Regions from separate parts of the Mus musculus genome. Here all the other regions are linked to region 3. A link is a contact called in public HiChIP or PLAC-seq and promoter capture Hi-C data. All regions are on one chromosome and are shown on one strand. Each heading gives the region's core, a stretch centred on a gene start, on an enhancer-like site or on the middle of the called end of the contact. The rest is flanking DNA. Distances are from core to core; before and after follow the strand shown. Region 1 holds the start of Prdx4 (peroxiredoxin 4). Region 2 holds the start of Acot9 (acyl-CoA thioesterase 9). Region 3 holds the start of Nbdy (negative regulator of P-body association).

Region 1 (4,195 bases), core at 72-2,571, 1.6 Mb before region 3:
GTTTGATTTCCAGCACCCTCGTGGCAGCTCTCAATTGTCTGTAACTTCTGTTCCAGGGGATCTTTCAATGTCCTCCCCTGGCTTTTATGAATAGCAGGCACACAAGCAGTGAACAGACATATAGACAAAAAAAATTTAAATAGTAATTTTTCAAAACAGGATGAACAGGGTGTAAATCAGTTATGGTTTGGAGTTCATGAAGGCAGCACTAGGGCTGAGGGAGCAGACAGGTGACGTCACAATTCAGTCTGACAAGCTAAAGTGGGACTGAGCCCCTAGGCGCTGGGGCAATAACTCAAGGGCGGCTGGGCATGCCCTAGTGTATCATAGGTAGGAGAGGCAAGGCAGCAGAGGAAGAGGGCTCGATGGGTAATGGGTAGTTATGCTGTGCTATGAGGGGTGACTACGAACTTTACAGCTCTTGACTGGAAAAGCAAATCTTTGAAGCAAAATTAATTCCCCCAAACTTCTTTTTGCCTGTTGGAGGAAAATAAATGGTTAGCTATTTGCTCTCAAGTTTTTCTGGGACTGAAAAGAGCTGAAAAGATGAGTCCTGGCACTGTACAGGCAAATCACTCCGGAGGTTCAGGGGACACATACATGTCTGTTAAGTTCAGCAATTTTGTAGTGTCCATGGCCTAACCCACCCACCCCCTGCCCCCAGCCTCCTAAACCTAGAGTAATCAACAGGCCAAATATAGTCAACCAGTATATTTCAAAATAACTGTTTTGGGTGTTTCCCCATAAAAAGGTAAATGAGTTGGTGACTACATTCCATGTTATATTCATTCAGATGGTGCCCTGTAAGTGCATACAAGTATGATCTGTCAAAAACAAAAACAAAATGAGATGCATGAAAGTGACCTTAATTAGAAGTATAAATTGTGGTGGCACACGCCTTTAATCCCCAGCACTCAGGGAGGCAGGGATAAGTAGATCTCTGCTTGGTCTACAGAGCAAGTTCCAGGGCAGCCAGGGCTACACAGAGAAACCCTGTCTCAAAATAACCACGAAAAGTCTACATTTTAAGTCCTTCACAGGCACATAGGTTAGTGTGAACTTGTGAGGGGATGATGTGAGGGGTAGGGAAGCTCTGTTACAGAGATGGACTTGGAAGTACACCTTCAAGGACAGGGACAGTCAGTGCTCTGGAGATCAGTCACTAGGCACCCGTGCAAACTTCTTTTGTTAAATTGGGAAAACACTTCAGCTTGGCTCTCCTTTTGACGCAGGCGCAGAAGCCCACTGGGGGGGGCGGAGCTTGCGCCCACGTGGCGGAGGGGCGGAGTGGGGCGGAGCAAGTCTCGCGAGGCCGCGCCCTTGGTCGCGCGGTCTCCAGCGCGCCGTTTTAGCTGGCTGCCTGGCGGCAGGGGACTCTGTGCTTTAGCAGAGGGACGTGTTTTCGCGCTTGCTTGGTCATGGAGGCGCGGTCCAAGCTGCTGGACGGGACCACGGCGTCCCGTCGCTGGACCCGAAAGCTGGTGTTGCTCCTGCCGCCGCTGCTGCTGTTCCTGTTGCGGACCGAATCTCTGCAAGGCTTGGAGAGTGATGAACGGTTCCGGACCCGCGAAAATGAGTGCCACTTCTACGCTGGTGGACAAGTGTACCCCGGGGAGGCGTCCCGGGTTTCAGTCGCGGATCACTCCCTGCATCTAAGCAAAGCCAAGAGTAGGTGGTGCCTTGCGAGTTTGGGTGGAGGAGGTAGAACTCGAGGAATCTTAGACCCTAATTGTGGATGCTACAAAAGGGTGGGGCTGGAGTTGGGCCGCACCCCCCCCCCAAGGCTGCCTGGGAGTTCTCGGTCCACCCCATGCCTTTGTGGGTGTGAGGTTGGAGGTGGGTTCCTGGTGTGAAGAAAGAAATGGGTTTCTCTGAACAGATTTCGGGAGAGGTAGCGGTTACCCCCAAAGCCGCAGATGGGGGTGTTTCTAGACCCGGGCTTACAGTCGTGGAGGATGTTGTGCAAACTAAAATACTTCCTTACATATTCGAAAGTGCCTGCAGCCGTCCTATCTCTTTTTTCCAGGGAAGAAAGTACATTGATAAGTTGAATAATGATTCACAGAAAGTTTGGTTAAACAGAAAAGTGGTTAAACAAAATGGTCAGGAGGTCAAACTTTTTTTCTCTTAGCTTATAAAGATTGTTATTGAGAGTCATCTCCCCAAACTTTGTAGAGTTAATAGATGTTTATTTAAAAAAAAAAAAACAAGTCTTATGGAGTATTTTGGAGGGAAACTGGGGAAGAGGCGGAAGAGGCACAGTTGGGTTGGTGGTAAATCTTGTGTACTGCCAATTGGGCTTTTCATTATTTGTCTTTCTGTCTAGTGTTTGAAGCTAGTGGCCACTCTCAGAAAAAGACACGTCAGACTAAGAAGATAGTGAGAAAATTGAGGCCTGCTGCATCTGGATATTAAGATTGCCAAAAAAGTGATCAGGGGACACAGACACAGACCATATATTATTTGCTTTTCCCTAACCCACTTTTCCTAGGGATTATTTGGCATTCTGTGAGTGTGTGTTTGAGTTTTGGTGGTTGTGGCACATTCTGTGCTAGTATTCAGTGAAACAATAGTTATACTTAACATTTTGGGGTCAATTTTTTGGACATGGGGACTGGACAGATCTGACAAAATGGCTTCAAATTCTGTAGTCCTCCTCCTTCAGCTTGCAGAGTGCTGGATTCCAATTGTGCTCTACCACATCTGGCTACTTCACAGTTATGAACCTCTAAAGATAATGGGATGTTGCTACCACAAGCCATAAATGAAAAAGCCAAGCCGATTTGCCTCCGTAAACATTTGTAGTTTCATAGTACAAGTTAACTACTTTGGAATTGGAAGATAGATTTGCTTTAAAAATATTTCTAAGTTTCATTGACTACACTTGCATGAGGAAGATATTCTGAAATGTGCTTACTCAAATACACTTCCTGTTAGAAACAAAAACATTCCAAAGGAGATTTTTGTATTCATAAAAGGGGATATTGTAGAACAATTAAGGCTATTTTTGAATCATTCTAATAAAATGAAAAATATTATAATACATTTTTCTCAATGCAATGAGTGTTAAAAATGAGAATGCAACCTTATCCATATTTGTGTTTGGGAAAAAATGGTTGTAGTTTGAGAGACAGAACATGTAAATTGTCTTCCTTTACTTCTCTGTATTTACCAGAATTCTTATTATCAGGGTTGGGTTTGTTTGTTTGTTTTTTGTTTTTGTTTTTGTTTTTTGAGACAGGTTTTCTCTGTATAGCCCTGGCTGTCCTGGAACTCACTTTGTAGACCAGGCTGGCCTCGAACTCAGAAATCCACCTGCCTCTGCCTCCTGAGTGCTGGGATCAAAGGCGTGCGCCACCACGCCCGGCATAATCAGGGTTGTTAAGGATGTGCTAAGCGTGTTAGGAAGTGTTGCTTGCTCTGTTGAGACAGGGTTTCACTACCAGGTAGCCCTGGCTGTCCTGGAACTCTCTATGTAGACCAATCTGGCCTCGAACTCATAGAGACACACCTGCCACCTCTTTAATTCCTCCTGAATGATGGAATTAAAGGCATGCATCACCACATTTTAAAAAGTAGATGCAAAGGGCTGCTTTGAGAATTGTGTTTAAAGATCTTAGCAAAGTAACTACAATTTTTCAATCAAAAATAAAAATTTGCAATAATCAATTTTCAGGATAAGATTTTTCCTGACATGGTTTTCAGTATATGTAAAATCTTTAAGTAGTGTCATAACAAGTCATTACAGTTATTATAACCTCCTATTTAAGCATTTGAAGTATTGTATATTTTAGCACATTTCTAATTTTCTCATCTGGCCTTTTTTTCTTAACAAATTTTGATTATTTAGGTAGTTTTGACTCAAGGTAAGAAATCACATGTTATAGATTAACTTCAGGAAAATTCGTCCTCAGTTTGTCTCTGTAGTGTGATTTATTGCTGGCTTTTACACAAAAGAATGAGCGTTGATTTTTAGAAACCTTAGTCCAACTTGGAAGCAAGTATTGATCTCATTATATGTAATGGGTTTGGAAGTGTTATATGACTGTATCAATAGCAAGAGTGGACATAATTATCAAACGGTGCTGGCTAGAGTCACAGCATGCCCTTATAAGACAGCAGCACTATTAAATTGACATCAGGTCACTCGAAACCTGTTCATGGTTGGGGCGATGTCTCCTTTTTCACAGCCTTC
Region 2 (4,314 bases), core at 286-2,785, 1.5 Mb before region 3:
AAACCTTGCATACTGTGGGACAGCCAGACATGACTGGCAGCCTAAAGACCATGCTCCTTAACTGTGCCAGTTGGAAATTAGATCTACCAAAATGGCCTATGTGGTCCAAGGGTGCACTTTCATTACAAGGCCTTGCTGCTTATCAAAGGCATGTTCTAAACTGGGCACGAGAAAATACATCTGTAAATCCCAGCACTAGAAAAGTTGAAACCTGACAGACTTGACATGGGTCCGAGGCCTGCTAGTATTACCTGGTTTCTTGGCTAGAGATCTCAAAGCAATAAATAAATATACAGATAAGAGCTGGAAGTGGTGGCTCAAGCTCTTCAGGCCAGCACTGGAGAAGCATAGGACGGTAGATATATGGTGAGTTCGAGGCCAGTCTGGTTGATGATATAGATAAAGAAAGAGATAGATATCGATATATATAGATAGCCAACTTTAGGCCAGCCAAGGTTACACAGTAAATTCTATCTCAAAAACAAACAGGATGTTGATATGTGTTTAATCCCAGCACTGGGGAGGCAGAGGCAGGCAGATCTCTGATTTTGAGATGAGTTGGGTCTACATACAGTGAATTCCAGGAGAGCCAAAGATTCACAGAGAAACCCTGTCTCAGAAAAAAAAAAAAAAGAGTAAATTAACAAACAAGGGGTTGGAGAGTTGGCTCAGTGGTTAAGAGCACTTGTTGCAAAAAGACCTGATTCCCAGCACCCAGATGGAGGCTCACCACCTTCTCAAGCACCAGGCAGGCATGTGGGACACAGACACACATGCAAGAGAAATGTTCATACATAAAATAATAAAAAATAGATCTAAATAAAATTAAACCAAACAGATGAATCAGCTTAAGAGAGCCAAATGGTCTCTACAGTCTTTACAAGTATGATAACATACTTAAGACAGATTCCAAGTGTGTCATGCACTTAACCCCCAAAATGTTTTTTTTTTTTTTAAGAGAAAAGTGCTCGCAAGGCAAGGCAGAACTGAAAGTACTGGCTTTTGAAAAAAGGGGCTACACCAAGATTCCAGCCACACCCCTGGTGAGCAAAAGGATAGGAATTTCAAGGGAACACCCAACGTCTTCCCTTTTAAAAGTGTCAGCTGTCGCTAAAGTAGGGTGGTGGCATTTTTCCAGGGTAGGCCGGAGGACGGGGTCTGGCACTGGGTGCCTTTTCCTCCCAAGCCAAATATCCACCACCCCCATCCCACCCGCGGCTTCTTCCGCCCCGCTAGGCTCCGAGCCTCAAAGGGGAAGGCGTGGGCACTCCGGGGCAGCGCCCTTCCACGCCCTGCCACCTACCGTATCGCTGCCCGCTTCATGGCACTCCACTGCCTACCCACGGGTGGACAACCAAGGTCCTCCCGGGTAGAGACAAACCGGTAGCAGAAGAGCGTGAGCGTGAGGACACCTCCAAACACCGGCAACCGCGCCGGACTGAATCTTGGTTCCCACCTTCTAGGTGACGCCACAAGAGGGCCCGGGATAGGGAGGGCCTCACTGCAGGAAGGGCGGGGCTGCGCTGCCCGGGGTAGGGCTGTGCCGCCAGGGGGCGGGACTTCTGCGTAGAGAATGGCGGGTCCTGCTATTTGATTGGTCTGCAGCTGGAGACTGGAGACCGAGACAATGGAATTTCCCACTCAATCAGCTAGGTGGGGTCGGAGACTTATTTATAAGCAGGGCTCTTCCCTCCATTGTTAAGTAAATGAACCACTCAGCAAAGCACCTCGTTCCTCCACCTTGGTAGAACTCTTTTATTTTTGACACTTGAACCTTTACTCCCAGTCTGTAGTTCTTGCCCTTGGCATCATATGAGCAGCTTTTCAAAATATGGGTACCCTGCTTATTTTCCCAGAAGTAGGAAGACTGAGGCAAGAGAATTGCTACCACTTAGAGGCCAACCAGGGCTGAAGTGAGGTTTAGGCCGTAAGAAATAGTGTCCCTGTTTTTATTTGACGTTTTGGTTTTTAAAAAGATGAAGCTTAGTAAGAAAAATTAAGTTGAAGAGAATTTCAAGGGAGGCCCATTCTTGTTATCCAAGCAACCCAGGAAGCTGAGTCTGGGAGATCACAAATTCAAGACCTGCCTGATTACAAAGTTCTAGGCCAACCTGTGCAGTTTACTGCGCTCCAATCTCAAAATGAAAGGTTAAAAAAAAAAAGGATTGAGGGATAGAGCTAAGTGGCAGAGTGTGTATGCCTAGCATGCCAGAGTCCCTGGGTTCAAGTCCCAATTCCAAAAAAGGAGAAAAAGGACAGAAGAAAGGAAGTTTTCAGAATTAGGCATGATGGCACATTCCTAGACTCATCAATTATGAGAAGGTCTAATTTACCTCCGAGGAATTCCCTCACTCAGACACATGGCCAGGTGCTGAGTCACAATCTACTAATTATACAAGTTTACTTAAGTGACCCTTCATGAGACTCCAAAGCATTTTCTTAGAAAATAAGTCCTGAGCAATGAACCCCATAGACTCCACTGAAGATAATATCTAAAGTGAGAAATGTCTCACTACTTAGCTAATATTAGTTCTAAAGTCAGGAAAGCCCTATTAAAATCAGCCACCTAGCATTCATGTGTGTCTCTAGCTTAGTCCTTTAACCAGGCTAGAAAGATTAGTTAGCACACTTGTTCTTGCAGGGGAGCAGGGTTCCGTTCCCAGTACCCATGTGCCAGCTCCAACCACTTTCAGGAGGATCAGTTGGCCTCCTCTGGCCTCTGCAGGTACCAGGCCATACACATAGTATACATACATACATACATGCAAGCAAGCAAAGACTAATACACATAAAAATAAATGTGTTGTATTATTCTTTTAATGTCTTAGCAACCCCTATGTCTCATCGTTGTTCTTGTTGCCATTGTAAGACATTTAAGATGTATCACCGTTTGGAAAGCATGGATAGAAGGCAAAGTAAGTCACAAAGCCAGATAGAAAACATGTAACTGTGGAGAAAACATGCAACAATTATGCCATGATGAAATTCACTGTCCTTACACAAGTGATCTGCCAACTCACCATTTTCTTACTTGTGTTCCACATATAATGAAAAATGTAAAATGCCTAATGATAGATTAACGAATGCATTTTCACTGTCTTCACTACAAGTAGAACATTGAACTAGCTAAATGTTATACTATGTTACAGTTCACCCATGAAGTATGAATGAAAAGTATTAATAAACATAATCCCTTCTGCTAATAGAGATTCTGGATATCTGATTTAAATAAAGAATTTTCCTGGGAGTTTATGTCATCGGCTTTCAAGCTAATTTATGCTATGGTTTCATAGACTAGAGAAACTGTGTTTCTAAAATTGGCTCATTTCCTGTATTATATAGCTAACTCAAAAGTATCTAAATAAGCCGGATGTGATGGCACATTCCTGAAATACAAGGTTCCTGGAGACTGAGGCAAGAGATTCAGTCATTCTGAAGCTACCCTGGGCTTTGTAATGAATTCAAAGCCAGCCTCCACAAAACAGTAAGACTCTTTCTCAAAATAAACTAAAGGGGCGGGGCATGTTTCTGAGATGTTAGCACAGTGGTAGTATTCGCCCAACATGTGTAACATCCTGTGTTTGAGTCCTAATGCCAAAAAGTGGGAAAAGGATCCAGAGTAAATTAGGAGACTAAGTTAGTTTTCTATTGCTCCTGTGAAGAACCATTTCAGTGAAACCACCTTAGAAGTAGATCTGAAGGACTTTCTGAAATGAATAAACTTTCTCATGCTTCATTTATTTACCTTTTCAGAGAACATGATTTTATACTTTTCATTATGTGTATCTGGGTGTATATATGTGCATGTGAGGGCAGGGACCTGAGGAATCCAGAAGTGGAAGTATAGGTGGCTTTGAATCATTCTGAGTAATACATGTGAGTGCTGGGAACTGAACTTGTCTCCTTTGCAAGAAAAGTGCATGCCTGTCGTATTCAATGTTCTACTGTTAAAAGATACCATGACTGTGATGGGTGATATATGCTTGGCCCAGGGAGTGGAACTATTAGGAGGTATTGTCTTGTTGGAGTAGATATGACACTGTGGGTGTGGGCTTTAATACCCTCATCTGAGCTGCCTGGAAGCCAACCTTCTGCTAGCTGCCTTCTGAAAAAGAGGCAGAACTGTCAGCTCCTCCAGCCCCACATCTACCTGGACACTGCCATGCTCCCTCCTCGACGATAATCAACTGAACCTGTGAGCCAGCCCCAATTAAATTAAATGTTGTCCTTATAAGAGTTGTCTTGAAGGTGGTGTCTGCTCACAGCTGTAAAACCCTAACTAAGACAATGACCAAGGCAACTCTTATAAAAGAA
Region 3 (4,188 bases), core at 583-3,082:
ATCCTTTAGAAAAAGATGGCACACACACACCAACCACACAAATTCAACAAGTATCCGCCATTACAATTATGTATGCTTTAAATCACTGGGGAAAATTACGCAGCTCTTAAACACTTCTTGCCCTGAATAGCCCCCTTTGTTTCCTAGGTGAGCATTTCTTTCCCTATTGCCTGTTAAATTACCATTTTCACTCTGAATAGAGGTTTAAAAAAAAAAAAAAAAAAAAGAGGGAAGGACCGGCCTATTGGAATGACAATCAACTGCTTTTAGGTGAAATGAGACTCCATTTTTTTTATGCTTTAGCAACAAACCTGATACCCAGAATGTTCACTCAATAATATTCATTGATTAGCTCAAATATCTATTTTACTCCTGCTAAGTTTTGGTCATCTGTCCCCCACACCTCCCTGTTCAAGGCCTAACCACAGCAAGGGCTCCATAAAGATTGAAGATGAAGAAGAACTGTGAGCCTGAGTCAAACTTGTTCATTTGTTTTCTTTTTAACATAAGCCTCATTCAAATGAGCTATTAGTTCTGTGAAAATAAGAGTTAGAGTCTTAAAACACAAATAGTCCTTATTTGGAAATTTCCAATGCTACTCGTTCATCCAGAATAAACTGCGTACTCCTTAGCAAAACACTCAAGGCCTACAGCCCTGTATCACACTTCTCTCACAGACTTAGAATTACAGCCACGCTGCCCCAGAACAATCTTGCCCTCTGGCTTTCATTGTAGAAACACTAGGCCTAAAAAGCATCCTAACCCATATGGTAGATGTCACTCACCCTTTAAGGCCCACCCACAAATTCCCCCCTCCTCTTTGATGGCTCTTGAAGACTAACAGGCTCCATCAAGAGCCATCTCCATCCTCCATGATTCCTGAATACCTTGAACAAGCACATTTTTATGGTACTTGGGTTTGACCATCATATTATAACTTGTTTTCACTTACTAAATACCATCTTACACAGAAAAAAAAAAAACCCAGTTCTCAAAGCTCACTTTACAATCTCCTCTGGGCACAGGCATTAGGCCTTTAGTACATCCTTACACTTGGTCTTGGGCTAAGCATTTTTAAATGGAAAAAATTTCAATATATACACAAAAACAGAAGAGTATAGTAAATCCCCACCCAGTTTTAATTTATTAGCCAGGGAACATTGTGTTAGTATCTCACTATACCTTGGCCTGTCATGAAAATCAAAACACTGCAGTTTTTAAAATTACAATTAACTCATGTAAAATATCTTAATTACTCACCGCAATCAAATACCTATTTCATCCAAGCATACTTTTTTTTTAAAAAAAGAAAGACTTTTCAATGCCTGTACTTGTTTCTTTTCTCTTTGAATTTGTGGAAAGAACAGGAAAACAGGGAAGAGCTGGGGAAAGGCATAATTAAGTTTCAGAGAGCCTGGATGTCCCAGATGAGAACGAAAGAATCTGACCTGATTTCGGCTGGGAAAAAAATCTATTTCACTACTTCTCCGGAGGAGGAGGGTGCGACTTGAGTCCAGCAGATGCAGGAGGAGGCGCCGAGGGGAGAGTGCTACTACCTCCACTGGGAGTCCCTTCGGGATAATCCCACCGCGGAGCCAGGACACAGCGCTTTTTTGGAGGCTTGGGTTCCCGCGTATTTCCTGGTGGGAGCGTGGATCTCCCGGAGGCACAAGGTTGGTCCCCCATAGGTATGACAGGACCAGAGCGTTAGTTTTCTCTGGTGGGCCCTGGCAAGGCCGAGATCTGAGATGGCGGATCCCCTCCAGGCACGGGGCTGGCTTCCTCCTGGTTTCGCTGTTACCGTATTTCCTGTATCCTGAGACGTATATCCCTTCTCCGCCTCCTCAGCGCTCCGTTCCCCAGCCCACTTTAACCTTTCTACGAGAATGGAATGCAAAGAGAAAAAAAAAAAAAAAGGAGCGCATTTAATAAAGTGCTTTTCCACAGCACATCTCTCTCACAGTTTAATTAGTTGTATGGAGAGTTTTGTACAATTTAATTTAAAAAAATACTAATTTGCTGTAACTTGCCAACGGGGCAGGTGTTAATCAATGAGTGTGTGGCATGGTCGCGGGAGTGCTGTAACCAAAGAAATCAAGCGTTTTACACTGCAGTCCCTTACGCACAGCACATCACAGAGCCATGAAAGGGGTACAACCATCTAGGAAGCTGTGTACAAACACGTTGACTTATTGATTACAGTGTTAAAATTGAAAACCGGTTGTGGAAAATGGACGCACAATAAATTCATCATAAACCAAGACCTCTGTTTACTTTATAATTTTAAAATTTTGTCATCTTTGAAAATTCACTGTATTTTTTTTTCTCATTCCAACAGCCAAGATCTCTTTGAAAACAGACAACGGGTGACACTCCATGTTTAATCGGCAAGATTTTATTTCTTTTTTAGGGTTATGGAAAACAATGACTCATCTTACTATTGTGGTATGTTATATTCTATGTTATATGGTAAGGAACCAGAAACAGTTACCAGAAGGTTCACAAAACAGAGAAAAAGCTTCTGAATTTCTTTGACAGGCATCGCTCCATAACCTTAATGTCTCTGCCACTTGCCTGTGCATAAATGAAACCCCACTTTTCCACTACCACCCTCATTGGTTTATAATGGAGAAATCTCAATCTATAATGTCACACAAACTCCGAACCGCCTCCAAGCTCTGTTGTATTTTATTAATTGAATTATTGGAATTTGGGTTTCCACCTATGATAATTTATGTGCAAAATGATACCACATTAAGGATAATCCGTTCAAACCAGTTACTGCCATAGCTATCTCACACCTTTAAGATGGCTGCCTTCCCCCCAAGCACCCAGCACAGTCTCTTACATAAATAAGGTACCAATAGATATTTGGTAAGATTCAACAGCCCTACGGGTTTTTTTTTTACTAAAAAAAAATTAAAATCTAATAACATCACTTCTATTTTTGCCTTTCCTAACTCCAATATGTAATATGTGCCCCCAGTTAAGTCCTTACAGATCAGGGTATCAACTGCTACTACTAGAACCAGAAAATCCTAAGGGAAAAAAACAGTGAGGAATATTAGAGAGAATGCTTTAGAACCAGAAGAACATTTGTACTTAAACATGATAGCAGTCAACATCCTAGGAGTAATAGTTGAAGTTATGGGTGTGGGTACTATGCCAAGAAAAAAATAGAGACAGAAATAGAACTGAGTACAAATGGAATTCTGGTAGGTCATGGCAGATGGAAGAAAAGCTGTGACAAAGTTAAAGGAAAAGTAAGCAAAAAAATCAGAAGGCTGTAGCCTAGAATTTCTAAAACTTATGCTGATGACCTCTGAAAGTAGATGTTGTGTGTGTGTGTGTGTGTGTGTGTGTGTGTGTGTGTGTGTGAGAGAGAGAGAGAGAGAGAGAGAGAGATGGTGACCTGTCAGTACACTGTAGGGTGTTTAATAATATTCTAAGCTGTGACTCTACCAGTAGTACTTCTTGCACCTCAGTTATAATAACCAAAAATACCACAAAATATTGCCAAATGCCTTTCTGGGTAGCTGATCATCCTTAGTGAAAATAATTAATCTATGCCTTATCTTCTACGGTTGCATCTCATCGAATGTTAGTCCTTCACTCCAATGAACACTGCAGCTGTTATATTGTTCAAATTAAAGACCATATCAGTTCTCAAAATAATTAGCCTTGTGATCTTTTCATGCACGTTCCAACTAAAAATATGCAAGACCACATATATCAATCAGAGCAAAGATTGAGGTCCAATTGTTTCATTGCTATAGTTTTAGCAAGTTTAGAGAGATGAATGATAAAATGACAAGAATTAAAATTTCTAGCAATATCAGGAAGGTTTGATGTATGATAAGTTTGTCTTGATGTGACACAGTTTCAACTTAGACTGCTATAGTCACTCTGTACTATTTATAACATGACTAGATTTGTTTTGAGTTTTGCCTTTTTTTTCAGACAGTGGTGGTTTGTATATGCTTGGCCCAAGGAGTGGCACTATTAGAAGGTGTGGCCCTGTTGAAGTAGGTGTGTCACTGTGGGTGTGAGCTTTAATACCCTCATCCTAGCTGCCTGAAAATCAGTCTTCCACTAGCAGCCTTCAGATGAAGATGTAGAACTCTCAGCTCCTCCTGCACCATGCCTGTCTGGATGCTGCTCTGATCCAACCTTGATGATAATGGACTG

The links. Promoter capture Hi-C pulls out the DNA fragments that hold promoters and counts their contacts. HiChIP or PLAC-seq counts read pairs in DNA pulled down with a chosen protein or histone mark.
Region 1: an H3K4me3 HiChIP or PLAC-seq map of pro-B cells shows a contact between it and region 3, with 9 times the contacts expected there. The contact joins the promoter of Prdx4 here to the promoter of Nbdy in region 3. A contact is called at or near these places in 9 of 39 promoter capture datasets (3T3-L1-derived adipocytes, the HPC-7 cell line, HPC-7-derived erythroid cells and 7 more) and 5 of 115 datasets of contacts at active chromatin or transcription factors (embryonic stem cells, large pre-B cells, pro-B cells and 1 more).
Region 2: a contact with region 3 is called in a promoter capture Hi-C map of cranial neural crest. The contact joins the promoter of Acot9 here to the promoter of Nbdy in region 3. A contact is called at or near these places in 5 of 39 promoter capture datasets (the 3T3-L1 cell line, cranial neural crest, embryonic stem cells and 2 more) and 1 of 115 datasets of contacts at active chromatin or transcription factors (stem cell-derived neural progenitor cells).

What each region holds. Positions count from the first base shown.
Region 1 is chrX:155,335,586-155,339,780 of GRCm38.p6, reverse strand. It overlaps Prdx4 (peroxiredoxin 4), which reads left to right and starts at 1,321. Exons shown (of 7, transcript NM_016764.5): 1 at 1,321-1,668. The coding sequence starts at 1,419.
Region 2 is chrX:155,259,664-155,263,977 of GRCm38.p6, reverse strand. It overlaps Acot9 (acyl-CoA thioesterase 9), which reads right to left and starts at 1,535. Exons shown (of 15, transcript NM_019736.4): 1 at 1,304-1,535. The coding sequence starts at 1,323.
Region 3 is chrX:153,721,198-153,725,385 of GRCm38.p6, reverse strand. Nbdy (negative regulator of P-body association) reads right to left here and starts at 1,832. Exons shown (of 4, transcript NM_027327.1): 1 at 1,449-1,832.